Regions from separate parts of the Hordeum vulgare genome. Here region 1 is linked to region 2. Evidence: chromatin contacts called from public Hi-C data. All regions are on one chromosome and are shown on one strand. The core of a region is the stretch at or near the end of the contact, and the rest is flanking DNA. Distances in the headings are between cores, read along the strand shown.

The links. A called contact is a pair of places that touch in the nucleus more often than the background predicts.
Region 1: a Hi-C map of seedling shows a contact between it and region 2, with 4 times the contacts expected there. The contact joins the promoter of LOC123447595 here to the promoter of LOC123447590 in region 2. A contact is called at or near these places in 4 of 6 Hi-C or Micro-C datasets (leaf and seedling) and 1 of 1 datasets of contacts at active chromatin or transcription factors (embryo).

The regions. Positions count from the first base shown.
Region 1 is chr4H:22,410,517-22,417,453 of MorexV3_pseudomolecules_assembly, forward strand. It overlaps LOC123447595 (glucan endo-1,3-beta-glucosidase 7-like), which reads left to right and starts at 5,090. Exons shown (of 3, transcript XM_045124205.1): 1 at 5,090-5,561; 2 at 6,397-6,937. The coding sequence starts at 5,495.
Region 2 is chr4H:22,163,098-22,169,711 of MorexV3_pseudomolecules_assembly, forward strand. It overlaps LOC123447590 (ATP-dependent DNA helicase DDM1-like), which reads left to right and starts at 1,948. Exons shown (of 14, transcript XM_045124200.1): 1 at 1,948-2,249; 2 at 2,433-2,798; 3 at 2,888-2,992; 4 at 3,554-3,900; 5 at 3,972-4,158; 6 at 4,253-4,428; 7 at 5,374-5,630; 8 at 5,730-5,834; 9 at 5,928-6,022; 10 at 6,144-6,263. The coding sequence starts at 2,070.

The DNA of each region.
Region 1 (6,937 bases), core at 3,840-6,339, 250 kb after region 2:
TCTCCGACGGATTTGGTACCTTCGTTCATATCAACCAAAGTATCCCAAATTTCCTTTGCATTGTGAAGACGGCTAATCATGTTGAACTCTTCGGGGCATAGGCAGTAGAATAGAATATCACATGCTTGAGCGTTGTATTGCAACATCTTTAATTCTTCTGCGGTCGCTTCACGATCCAGTTCCCTTCCATCACCGAAGAATTCACCTTGTAATCAAACACGAACAAGAGCCCAAACCACGGGGTTATGCCCAAGAATATGCAATTTCATTTTATGCTTCCAACTAGCAAAGTTTGTACCATCAAAGTATGGACCTCTACAGTGGTAATTTCCCTCTCTAGACGTCGTACTCTCCTAGGTTGTGAAACCAATGCAATGGAGACCAAAGCTCTGATACCACTTGTAGGATCTGAAGTATGTCTAGAGGGGGCCATGATTAGACTACTAGACCAAATAAAAACCTAGCCTTTTCCAAATTTTAGTTGTGGGCGAGTTGTAGCAATTGTAGAAATTCATGCACACACTACACATGCAAGTCTAAGAGTATAGCAGCGGAAAGTGAAGACATGCATATGTAAGTAGAAGGTAGGGATAGGAAGATCAAACGCAAAGACTGAAACGGAGATTTTTGGCATGGTTTCGATAGGTGGTGCTATCGTACGTCAACGTTGATGGAGACTTCAACACACGAAGGGTAACGGCCGGAGAGTCCATGGAGGGCTCTACCCATGAAGGGTCCATGGAGAAGCAACCTTGTCTATTCCACCATGGCTTACGTCCACGAAGTACTAGCCTCACTAGAGGTAGATCTTCACGAAGTATGCGATCTCCTTGCCCTTACAAACTTCTTGGTTCAACTCCACACGAAGTTGGAGGCTCCCAAGCGACACCTAACCAATCTAGGAGACACCACACTCCAAAAGGTAATAGATGTGGTAGTATGATGAACTCCTTGCTCTTGTGCTTCAAAAGATAGTCTCTTCAACTCTCAATCACTCTCTCATAGATTTGGCTTGGGTAGAATAGATTGATTGGGTGGAAAGCAACTTGGGGAGGATAGAAATCAAGATTCATATGGTAGGAATGGAATATCTTGGTCTCAACACATGAGTAGGCGGCTCTCTCTCAGAAAAATGGATGGGGCAAGTGTTGGTTCATTCTGATTGCTTACTCTGCGAATGAGAGGCTGGTGAAGGGGTATATATAGGCATCTCCAAAAATCCAACCATTACAACATTCTTGCCCAACTCAGTGAAACCGAAGTAAAAAACTTGGTTGCACCGACTAGTGCAAAATGTGGCAACTTTTAGCGTTTAGGTGAGACCGATATATGAATCTCGGAGGGTCCGATTTTGCCTGGCCTAGGCAGTTACCACACTCGGTGGCACCAATTTGCGAAACTCAGAAATTACAATTCTAGAAAATGGCTAACCACGAAGTTGGTTAATGTTTTTCGGTTAGACCAAAACCAAACTTGGTGATACCGAGGTTCTAAGGTAAATTTGGTGGGGCCGATTTGGAAATATTAGTGGCACTGAATTTGACTTTGTGGTTTGGACATAATATTTGTGGGGTCATTTCATGAGTATTTTTGGTGGCTAATCTCTAAGCACTTGAGCAATGAGATCATCATAGTCACCTCATCCCCTTTTAATAGTATTGGCTTTCATATGGACTCAAATGTGATTTCTCACAAGATATAAAATGTAGAGTCTTCAATCTTGTTGCCAATAGATGTTCCTTTCATCTAGGGGTTCTCCTCACAATCCTTAGCCAAATCATCATTGAACTTTTCCTCAAATATACAGATAGGATCATTAGTCCAATGACATATATGTTGTTATTAATTACTAAAACCAGCTGGGGATAAGTTGTGCTTTCAAAGAGCTAGATGGGATCTGGCCCAACAACACGACGTAGTGGTGGTTGTGGCGGAGGGCTTCACCACGCGCTATAGAGGAGGAAGTGCGGGGAGAGGGAGGGAAACCGCTAAGTGTTGGGGTTGGGTTGCGCCCTGACCCTCCCCTCTATTTATAGGGGTGTGGGAGGCCCGACCAGCCTTAGCTCCCCTCCCCAAGGCTTGGGGGCGGCGACCAAGGGGGTGCCTTTCCCTCCAAGGCTAGGGGCGCCCCCACCCTTAGGATTTCCCCTTCCTTGTAACATGGGCCTTGGGGGCTGGTGCGCCTGGCCCATGTAGACCAAGGCACCCCTTTCATCCCACATAAGCCTCCAAGACATGTGTGACCCACTTGTGCCCCCCGAAACCCTTCTAGACACCCGACACAATGTCAGTAAATTCGTGAACCTTTTTGAAACCCCGAAAAACCACTTTTCATATATGATTCTTTACCCCCGAGACCATTCCAGAGCTCCACGTGATATCCTGGATCTCATACGTGACTCCGAACAATATTTGGTCTCACCATTATGAATATTCCATTACTACCCTAGCGTTACCAAACATTAAGTGTGTGACTCTACGGGTTTGAGAACATGCACACATGATCGAGACACCTTTTCGACCAACAATCAACAGCGGGACCTCGATGCTCATAAGGACTCCCAGTCTATGACATATTCAACGAATATCTTTATCGATTTGAAGCACAATGTCAAGGATTCATATAATCTCGTATACAATTCCCTTCGTGTGATGATATGTCTACTTTTCTGAGATTCGATCGTCGGTATCACCATACCTAGTTCAATCTCGTTACCGATAAGTGTCTTTACTCATTCCATAATACAATACTCTAGTGACTAAACACATTACGCACATGCTTGCAAGCTACTTAGGATTTTGTACTACCGAGAGGACCCAGAGATATCTCTCCGTCACATGGAGTGACTAATCTTAGTCTCGATCCATGCAATCCAACAAATAATTTCTAAGATATCTCAAGAGCACCTTCATGATCATCCAGTTACGAAGTGATGCTTGACACCCACAAAGTATACTTCCGGCATTAGGGAGTGGCACAATCTCATGGTCGAACGAACAAGTACTTGAGATTAAAAAAAGTTGTAGCAAATAAAACTAAGTGACACGATCAAATGAAAGCTCGCGATTGGGTATGTCCATCACATCATTCTTCTAATGATGTGATGTGATCCCGTTATCAAATGAAAACTCATATATATGGTTAAAAAATCTTAATCATCTTTTTGATCAACGAGTTAGTCAAGTAGATGCTTACTAGAAACGTGGTGTTTGTTTATATAACCACACATGTATTTGAGTTTCTGATTAGTGCAATTATAGCATGAAGAATAAACACACTGTTCCCCACGCTCGCCCGCCTTTTTCGCCCTCCCTGTCGATGTGCCCTTGTCGTTCCCGCCGTAGGAGGCGGCCCCGCAACTACAGTCTGAGGCGCCGCAAACCCCCTTCATCGACAATCTGCTCACCACGTCGAAGCTTGGCTCCGCCTTCGCCGACATCCCCGACGACGGCCAATGACGCTACAGCGAGTTCCCTGCGACGTCAAGAAGGGCAAGGTCGAGCGTGTGCACTTTTCCAAGGACGCGGCGTGCTGCAACTCCGCCACGACGATCTGTAGATAGGAGCCGCACGAACCCCGGACATGAAGACCCAATTGTAATTTAGATTACACTTTTATTAGAGGGGTTTATATAATTTTACGAAAATATTTTTTACAAAATCTCTACCTAATAATAAAGCAAATAGTGTTTCTGTCGTCCGTCATAAAATTGTCCTCAAAGTTGATCTAAATTACCCACCATGCCACCAGTAAGTTAAAAAAATGATTCGCTTTACTTTCTTAAGTTGCCGTCTACTGTAGGTTATTAAAAGCTGGCCCAAGTACTATTGTAGCACGAACCGAACTAGCGTAGTTCGAGTCGTGTTGTCGCTTCTTTCTGCTTCTCCTCTTTTTCAGCTTTCTTTCTCTAAATTTTCATTGGCGTGAAATAAAATTGACTCGCCCAGGCGTCGTTGATTTGATGTGCTATACAATGTTGCAGTTTCAGCCCAGTTACTTTAAATTGACTCGCCTTTGAATTATTTTTTATCTTTATTTTGCTTTTGACAGATTCAAATGCTTAAAAAATCACATCTTTTAAATCATAACGCTAATTTAGACATACTATATGTGAAAACATTCAAGAAATGTATAGATTTAAAATATGCTATAATCCCGCATGTTAATGATTCTATATTACATTTATGATGCATCTTTGATTAATATATTTTTATATGATGTATTTTAAAAATGCCTATTATATCCATCCATTTAAATTGACTAGATAGAATAGTTTGACACTCATAAAATCTATTATTGACATGACAAGGAATGTATATGCTAAAGGTTGTAACAAACACATAATGATCCTCTTTATTTCACTCAATGCAAAATAACCAACTCATGATGTACACTAAACTACTGATATAAACTTTATGTAAACCAATGGCTCAATGATGATTCTTATATCATTTGAAATTGTGCTGATAACGATTTATTTAAGAATATCAATGCTATATGCGACCTTGAATATCCGTTATGCATGTCCTTATAAGTTGATTATTTTCGATGAAGAAACCTAATATGTGATCTTATGCGCACGATATCATTGAGTACTAAATTGTACTTTGCTACTTGTGGCCTACTATCCTATTTATTGCGCATCATTGAGGAAGAACGCCAACAAACAATTGACCTTATATAGGAACCTAGGTATATGTTTTTGACTAATAAACTATTAGAACACACTTTAATACACTTAAAAAATGATTCCATTTTTATGTGTTTGCGCAACACCACTTATTATGTTATATTCAGCGATGTGATCGAGTGTGTATAAGGGTTATTATTTTTTTCTGCCGTTGCAACGCACGAGCACATTTGCTTCTGTACTAACGGAAGAAAAGTCATCCTGTAAAAACATGAAGGAAAAAAAAACGTTTTGCCGATTTTGGGGTACGATATTTTAAGGCGTCCAGCATATGCCGTGAACCGAATCCCCGATCCCGCCCCGCGCAGCAACCCTGGCCGTCGGATCCCTGCGCCCCTCCATGGGCCACCTCACCCACTCGGCTCACGTACTTCAAATCAGCCGGCTCGCCTCCTTCCTTCCTCCTTCCCCGTCCGTCTGGAAGCTTTCTTTCCTTTTCTGCAGTAGACGGGGGAGCGGGCCGGCTTTAGCGCTTTGCTTGCTCCCTCTTTCTCCCTCCCTCCCTCCCTCCCTCCTCCTCTTTCCAGCCTTATTATTGAAAGAGCGGGCGCGAGAGAGAGAGAGAGAGCCCACCGCACCGCACCGCACCGCAGCGCGTCTTCCTTTCTCCTCCTCGCTAAGCAACTCGCCTCACCTCAGCTCACATCATCCGGGGTAGTAGTGCCACTGCCACTGCCACACCACCACTAGTTAAACCGCCGCCTTGAGCCGGTCCGAGGGAAGCCAGGTGAGTGCGCAGCCACAAGGCAGCAGGTAGCCGTACGAGGAAGCGGGCACAAGGGACAAGAAGAGCTCGATCGGCGATGGCGCTGCTTCCTCCTCCTCTCCTCCTGCTGGGGTTCTTGCTGCTCGTCCAGGCCCCTTCTGCTGGTATGGTTATGGTCTCCCGATCTTCGGCTCTGTCGGTTACGTCTGCATGCATCCGGTTCTTTCCTTTGCTCTCCGGGCAATCTGAAGAATTATGTTCCCTTCTTGCCGTTGAGGTGTTTGGACTTTGGAACCTTCTTCTCGCTTTCTTTTATCATTTGTTGTTATGCTCTTTCGAGCTCTGTGCCAGTCGAGCACATCTGCACATGTCCAAACATTTGATTCCTTACTTCTTCCCTGCCACTGGAACATCATCATCACCATCATCATAACCTCAAGGAGAAAACATAAATAAATATATCAAATCGTACTAGTGTACCTTTTCTTCCTCTTCTTCTTCTTCTTCCTGGAATGGAATTCAAATCGCAGGGTAACTAAATAAGTAGTAACTGACGTCCCTCTCGCGTAGGTTCTTCAGCCGAAAGTGGCGTCCGTCCTCTTCGTGTCGACATGGTTCCGTTTTCAGCTCGGGAGAGAATGTGGGCGACAGTGAAATGAACCTACTTACATCTGTAGAAAACAACGGCGTCTGCATTCTCAACCGAGCAACATAAACACCTTTTTATAAAAAATACATCCAATCATGCACGCGCACTCGTGATAAAATCGTAGTCGCTCATCGTGTCGTTGTAAAGCAGAACTTGTGAGGGTGACTTGCCGCGCCGTGCGTGCAGCGACACCGTGCGCCTGACACGGTTTATTTTGAATCCCGCAGAATTTCTCGCGCTCTTCACAAATTTACTTACGGTGCAGTAACGTTAGTAAGTACTGTAGATTTTGCCAAGTGCTATACTCCATCGTTTGTTGAGTTAACGCTGGTCACGTGTCTGCCCTGCAGCGCCGCAGACCTTCATCGGCATCAACTACGGCGACATCGCCGACAACCTGCCGCCGCCGGCGTCGACGGCGCGGCTCCTCAAGTCCACCACCATCGGCAAGGTGCGCCTCTACAGGACCGACCCGGCCGTGGTGGCCGCCTTCGCCGGCACGGGCATCTCGCTGCTCCTCGGCGCCGCCAACGGCGACATCCCCTCCTTCGCCTCCTCGCCGTCGGCCGCGGCCGCCTGGGTCGCCGCGCACCTCCCGTCGTCCACGTCGCCCGCCGTCAACGGCATCTCTGTGGGCAACGAGGTGCTCTACTCCGGCGACGCCACGCTCATCTCGCAGCTGGTCCCGGCGCTGCAGAACATCTACGACGCCCTGCCGGCCAACTCCGGCATCAAGGTGTCGACCGTGAACGCCATGGACGTGCTGGCGTCGTCGGACCCGCCGTCGTCGGGCGCGTTCAAGCCGGAGCTGTCCGCCGCGCTGGACCCGCTCCTGGCCTTCCTCAGCAAGACGGGCTCACCGTTCCTCGTCAACCCCTACCCCTACTTCGC
Region 2 (6,614 bases), core at 698-3,197:
ATCACGTGTTTTGGCGAGCGATCTCCTGTTTTGGCGAGCGACACGGGCGAGGCGGCGAGCGATCGCTGGATCACGGCGTCGTGCCTCGATCGATCGTATTATCGTAGCACTGTACGACTGTAGCTAACATAGGCCCAGGTCGCTCGAGGCTCTGTGCGGGCGCTCACTGGCCCACTGGCCCAGGCGACAGGCGCAGGCGGCAAGCGCCCAGGTCGCTCGCTCGATTTCCCAGCTCGCTCGAGGAGCCTACGGCCTACGGCGCGGTTGGCATGCTCAGATCGATCGCACGCCCACGACGCCCACGTCCAACCGATTTTTCTTTATATACAACTATATCTATATACATATATATATATATATTTTTTGGGGCCCCCAAAATCGTGGGCCCTGTGCGGGCTGCACATGTGGCACCACTGTGGGCCCGGGCCTGCCTATTGCCATTGATGGAACTAAAGAGTAAAGGGAGCTACAGGAGGGATATGGGAACGAGGAAGAAGATGGCTCTAATGACCCGTGCAATAGTGAGAACGAGTTCCCGCTTAGGACTGTGCTTTTTTCGGTGTGTCAAACACAACTAAGGTTAAAATAGATCAGGATCAGAAAGTTCAGGATACAAACTTCAGGGATTTAAAGGCGAGGGTTCCTCACCTTCTACAACGTGACGGTTTATTCGAGACTTTACTCTGGTTCGCCTCTCACGATAAAAACGGTTCACGAGCGTGGGGTTCTGGTGATGTAAAAAGAGGTACATTTTGATCATGTATAATTTACTCGAAGGTCAATTTGGTAGCGGATCAGGGTTTTGATGCTTCAAACAAAAGACGCGCACGTGATAGCAGCATGGCACATCGGCACGGGAACCCATGGATCATTAGCAGAGTACAGTACATCGGATTGTTTTTTTTACCGCAAGACCATACACACGGTGGCGACCACGAGCCGACCTGCCATAGATCCTGGCTTTTCCGAGCCCTTTCCCAACGGTCAAAAACATAACTCCGGCCCGGCGCAGCCACCGAAGAAAACAAAATTTCATCAAACAATTCGAACGCCCAGCCAATGCCGTGCTACCGCAGCAGCAGCACAAGGCCCGCACAACCCGCGCCCCCCCCCATCCACGCACACACCCGTTCCACCGCAGACCAGCACAACCTTCACACCCGGCCCCATCACGCAGTGACACGCGGTCCACCAGACCGTGTCCATCCGAACAAAGACGGGTCGGTTCGTGCCGTCCCCTCGCTCTGCAAACCGCAGGGATCGAGGCAGTCCGCAGCGGGGGCCCGCCTCCCGTTTCCCGGGCCACTTTCCCGAACCCACCGAGATCTACAGCCCGACAGGTGGGGCCGGCACCCAGGCTGGCCCAGACGTCAGCCGCGTGCTGACCACGATCCCGTCGGTCAAGCGAGCGAGAGAGAGAAGCCCCGGCCGCCTCCCCGTATTTTCAAACTTCGAACGGCCGCCCGCAGCGCGCGAATTTACCAGGATGCCCCTCGTGGCAGAGCCGGGCAAACGAGAGGGGGGATGCCACTGGTGGGTGGCAGTCCCGTGAATCTCTCTCTCCACGAGGGCATGGAGTTTCCCTAAACCCTCCCTCGGTTTCCCGCCTGAAACCCTCGCTATCGGCGCCACCACCCACCCCTCCCACCTGCGCAGACCGGTTCCCCCGTGGACCAGCGCGAGACCTATGGCTCGGCCCACCGCTCAGTGACCAGTGTCCACCGAACCGGGTCTATGTAAAAACAAACGTCCGTACCACCCCACTCTGCAGGGTTCCAGAGCCCATGCCCCCATTCCCCTGGCCACCTTCCCGATTCACCGCGACGTGCTTGAGTATTCCTCACCGACGTGTGGGGTCAGGAGTGTTGTGGACCCGAACGTCAGTGGCAGGTCCTGGCCCAGCGCGCCGTGCTTGTATCTCGGCGAGGGAGGAGCCCCACCCTACTCCCCCTCAGTAAAAACGCGCACAGCATCCTCCGGAAGCGCTCCTTCCTCCGTCGCCGCCGCCACTCCCTCTGGTCTCCACCACCGCCGCTCGCCGCCAACTCCGCCGCAGCAGGGACTGCTGCATGACGCCTCGGCCCCACCGACACTCGGCGACGTCGCCGCCTGTTGCCGCCGCGGCCGAGATGGTGGTCGCCAGGGCGAATGGGGCGAAGAGGGAAGCAGCCGCCGCCGCCGCCGCCGCCAACACCACCGCTGCCGCCGACGCCGACCCAGATTCTCCTATCTCCGTTCTGGGGGAAGAGGTGATCCGCTATTAAAACCTTCCGATTTAATAGAGATGTCTAGGTGCATTCCGTTTCCTATTTCCCCCTTTTTCCCCATTGAAAAAAAACATCCCCTTTCGTTTCGTCGATGCGATTTGTGTATCTTGCTTGTTCCGGTTCTCGATCCATTGGCCTGAATCTGATTATGTTGTGCAAAAATAGAAAATGTCCGGATCCAAGGATGGGAAAGCTGGCGAGCTCAAGGCCAACGGTGGCGAGGCGCATCCCATCGACGGGGCGCTGAAGGCTGAAGAACTGCTGCTCAACTCTGTCAAAGAGGAGACATCGTTTGAGCTCGTGGCCAAGAACGGCGATACCTCTTTAATCACAGAGGTGATGACCAAGGAGGAAGAGGAGATGTATCAGGCCCGGATTAAGTTAGAGGAGGAAGAGGAGGCCAGAAAGAGAGAGGAGGCCGCGAGGCAGGCCTTTGACCCAAAGGCAAAGTTCAACAAGCTGGATGAGCTGCTGACACAGACACAGCTCTATTCTGAATTCTTGCTTGAGAAGATGGAGCAGATCACAGATGTACGCGCCCCCTTACTCTTTGATGACCATTTTTGGTCTCTTGCTAGTTATTTTCCCTTGTTTGCTAACAATGGTGGTGTGGCCTGTAGGTTAAGCCGACTGCTGTTGAAATTAAAGACGAGGAGGAACCCGTGGAAGAGCAAAAGAAAGGACGTGGCAAAAAGAGGAAAGCGGCCAAGGCACAGTACAATGACGTGAGTTCAGACTTCTAGATCCTCTGCTTCATAAATACAGTTTTACTATGTATGCTTTGGTTGTCGTCTAGATTATGCAAATGTCCTGTCTGTCATACACTATCGCTTCCTGCAGTATGATATGTTAGTCCGTCCGGATTACCTGTTCAATGGGTTTAAGATTAGGAAAAAGGCGTGTTGCTGCTTGAATGATTCTAGATGGGGGTGCTTGATATCATAATGTCCACTCATCAACGTTTCCTGGCTTCCTTTTCATCAGTAGCATCCTTCTTACTGAAAGCACGCAAATCTCTTATTTAAAAGGGTTGTTCAAGATTTGTTGCAGCATAGCTAGAGTTGTTTACACATTGGAATACTGTTCCACGGTTTAAATTACTTTGACATGGACTTGTTGATTTCAGTTGAATACCATTCATTTTATTATTTTCCTGGAGATGACACATCATTCTGAGTGGATAATTTGTTCTATCGTTAGTTAGAAAAATATATAGGAAAAACAATTCATGTTCATCGATTAGACCTTATGTTGTGTCTGACTACTGATGATGAAATGTTGTTCAGAAGAAGGCTAAAACTGCAGTGGCAGCCATGCTTACAAGATCTCGTGAAGATCGTTCTGCTGATGATGGTACTCTCACGGAAGAAGAAAAGTGGGAAAGAGAGCAAGCCAATCTTGTTCCATTGTTGACTGGGGGAAAGTTGAAATCTTACCAGATAAAGGGTGTTAAGTGGCTAATATCACTGTGGCAAAATGGGCTGAATGGGATACTTGCTGATCAAATGGGCCTTGGGAAAACAATCCAGACAATTGCATTTCTTGCTCATCTTAAAGGGAATGGTCTGCATGGTCCATACATGGTTATTGCTCCCCTTTCCACCCTGTCAAACTGGTTGAACGAGTTAATGAGGTAAAGCATCCATAGTTGTGATCCACTGTGTTTAGTTTGTTTGGTAGCTTATGTGGAATACTTGATTTCAGGTTCACTCCATCTCTAAATGGTCTGATTTATCATGGAGATAAAGCTGCTCGGACAGAGCTAAGGAGAAAATACATGCCCAAAACTGTTGGTCCTGATTTTCCGATAATAATCACTTCATATGAGATGGCCATGTTTGATGCAAAGTTTCTTGCTAATTATAAGTGGAAGTATGTTGTTGTAGATGAGGTAATTGAATATCACATGATCTGAATTATTGTCCTTTTATATTTCTCTCTCTTCCACATGTATTTATATGTTGGCCGGATTATTTTTGTTGCAGGGGCATCGGTTGAAAAATACGAAGTGCAAATTACTGAGGGAGTTGAGGCGCATTCCAATGGATAACAAGCTCCTTTTGACTGGAACACCTCTTCAGAATAATCTAGCAGAGCTGTGGTCGCTATTGAACTTCATTTTGCCAGATATATTCTCATCCCATGAGGAATTTGAGTCATGGTATGAACCATTGCCTACCATTTACTGCCATTTTTGTTCATTAGTCTTTGTATCCTTGAATTACTTTTATTTCCAGTTAACTAATTTCTGTCCCATGGTCTTTTGTTTGCCTTTTATAGTTATATTGTTGTAATTATATAAGTTACTGGATTACCCAATGTAACATTTGTCTAGCTTTCAAAAGGTTTAGCTTTCTAACTGCCTGAATGATGTACTGATAGTCAATAAATATATGTATCTAACTGAACATATATGGCATTTGTCAGGATTCTTGGAAGTATCAATGTTTGATCCTTACATATAATGGTTCAATGCAAACGAAGCTGTTAAATTTAATTAGTCGAGATATCAATTTCCCAGTACAAGCTAAACTGTAGTAATCTGGCAGGGGCACCACCCATTTATTAAGAAGAATATATAAATTGCTGGGCACAATGGTGGCATTGTGGGCCAGGACAATTACAACCCTCACGGATTACTCCCAAAAACGAGGGATTACCATAGGCCACAGTGGGCACCACCAGGGCTCTGGCTGATTCCCTCATGCTCCAGAGCAGCCATTTCTTGTTATCCAGCTCTGTATACGGTTTTGTAGATCCTAAGGAGCTTTATTTGATGAGCATCTGCAATGGCAGACACATGTTATGACATTTCATCTTCCTGATTTATGTTGAGTACCTGACACAGAAATGCCATGTCTGTTAATTTGTGTATTTAAATTTTGGTTGAATTTTATATTGTTCTATTTTTATGTTGTCTGTTAATATGTTCCGTTTGCTCGGATGTATAGCGATGGATAAATTAATATGGATTAATTATTTATAACTATTCAGATGGTCCCTAAACATGTGATGTTTTTGTTATACAGATAGTGAATTTTCTTCTTGAGTACTTTATGTATAATTGTATTAATATTGCCATCCGCTGATGGTAATTGTTTTACAGGTTTGATTTTTCTGCGAAGGCTGATGAGGGACTAGAGGAAGAAACTGATGAGAAGAAGAGAGTCCTTATTGTCTCAAAGCTTCATGCTATTTTGCGCCCTTTCCTTTTAAGGCGGATGAAGGAGAATGTAGAACACATGCTTCCACGAAAGAAAGAGATAATCATATATGCTAACATGACTGAACATCAGAAGCAAATCCAGAGTCACTTGATTGAGGAGACATTTGACGACTACTTGCATGAGAGTGCAGATATTGGTATGCATGTCTCATGCATGTCTTCCTGCATACTTGTATAGTCCAATCTGTGCAGAAGAAAATAATATTCTAATCTGACACGTTTCTGCTTTATTGTAGTTTTGCGAAGGCCCGGCATCAAAACAAAGCTAAATAATCTACTCATTCAGCTGAGAAAAAATTGTGGCCACCCTGATCTTTTCCATTCTGCTTTTGACTCAAACAGTACGTCGTCTCATTGGACATGTCCTATTTGCATGCTCTATTTGATTGTTTTATACCTTTATCTACACTGTCATTAATTTTCTCTCTTTGCAGGTCTCTATCCACCTGTTGATAAGCTTATGGAACAGTGTGGCAAATTTCAGCTGTTGGACAGGTTGCTGGATGCTTTAATCAAACGAAATCACAAGGTTGGGGGTTATCTTCTTGTTCCATAGTTTTCATATGCATTTCAATAGATATGTCTGTGGCACATGTTTCATGACGTCTATTTTTCATATCTGAAATATAGTTCAATTGATATATTTGTAGGTCCTAATATTTTCGCAATGGACAAAGATCTTGGACATCCTTGACTATTATTTGTCTGAGAAAGGCCTGAAGGTTTGCCGGATTGATGGTAGTGTTAAGTTGGAAGACAGGAGGAACCAGGTAATGTGGTAGGCCCTATTTATCATATGTATGCTTGTGTGCTCTGAGATAACTACTACTACTAACTAAACATTAGATGTCATGATTAATTTAGCATCTAGCTTGACTACTAACTGCGCTTAGAATCAAGACTAAGTGTGCTCTGAGATTACTAATTGATGGTAATGTTAAGTTGATTCATGTCATGATTACAGTGCACAATACCCTTTGCATAGGTAAGAAACATAGCTGACAAACCATATCTCTATTTCAACTTACTTTCCCAACAATACGGCCCTTGTCCATATAGAGCCGATATCCCTATTCAGTTGACTTGTGCTATGCGCGCAAATGCCAGTCTAGATTCTGGGC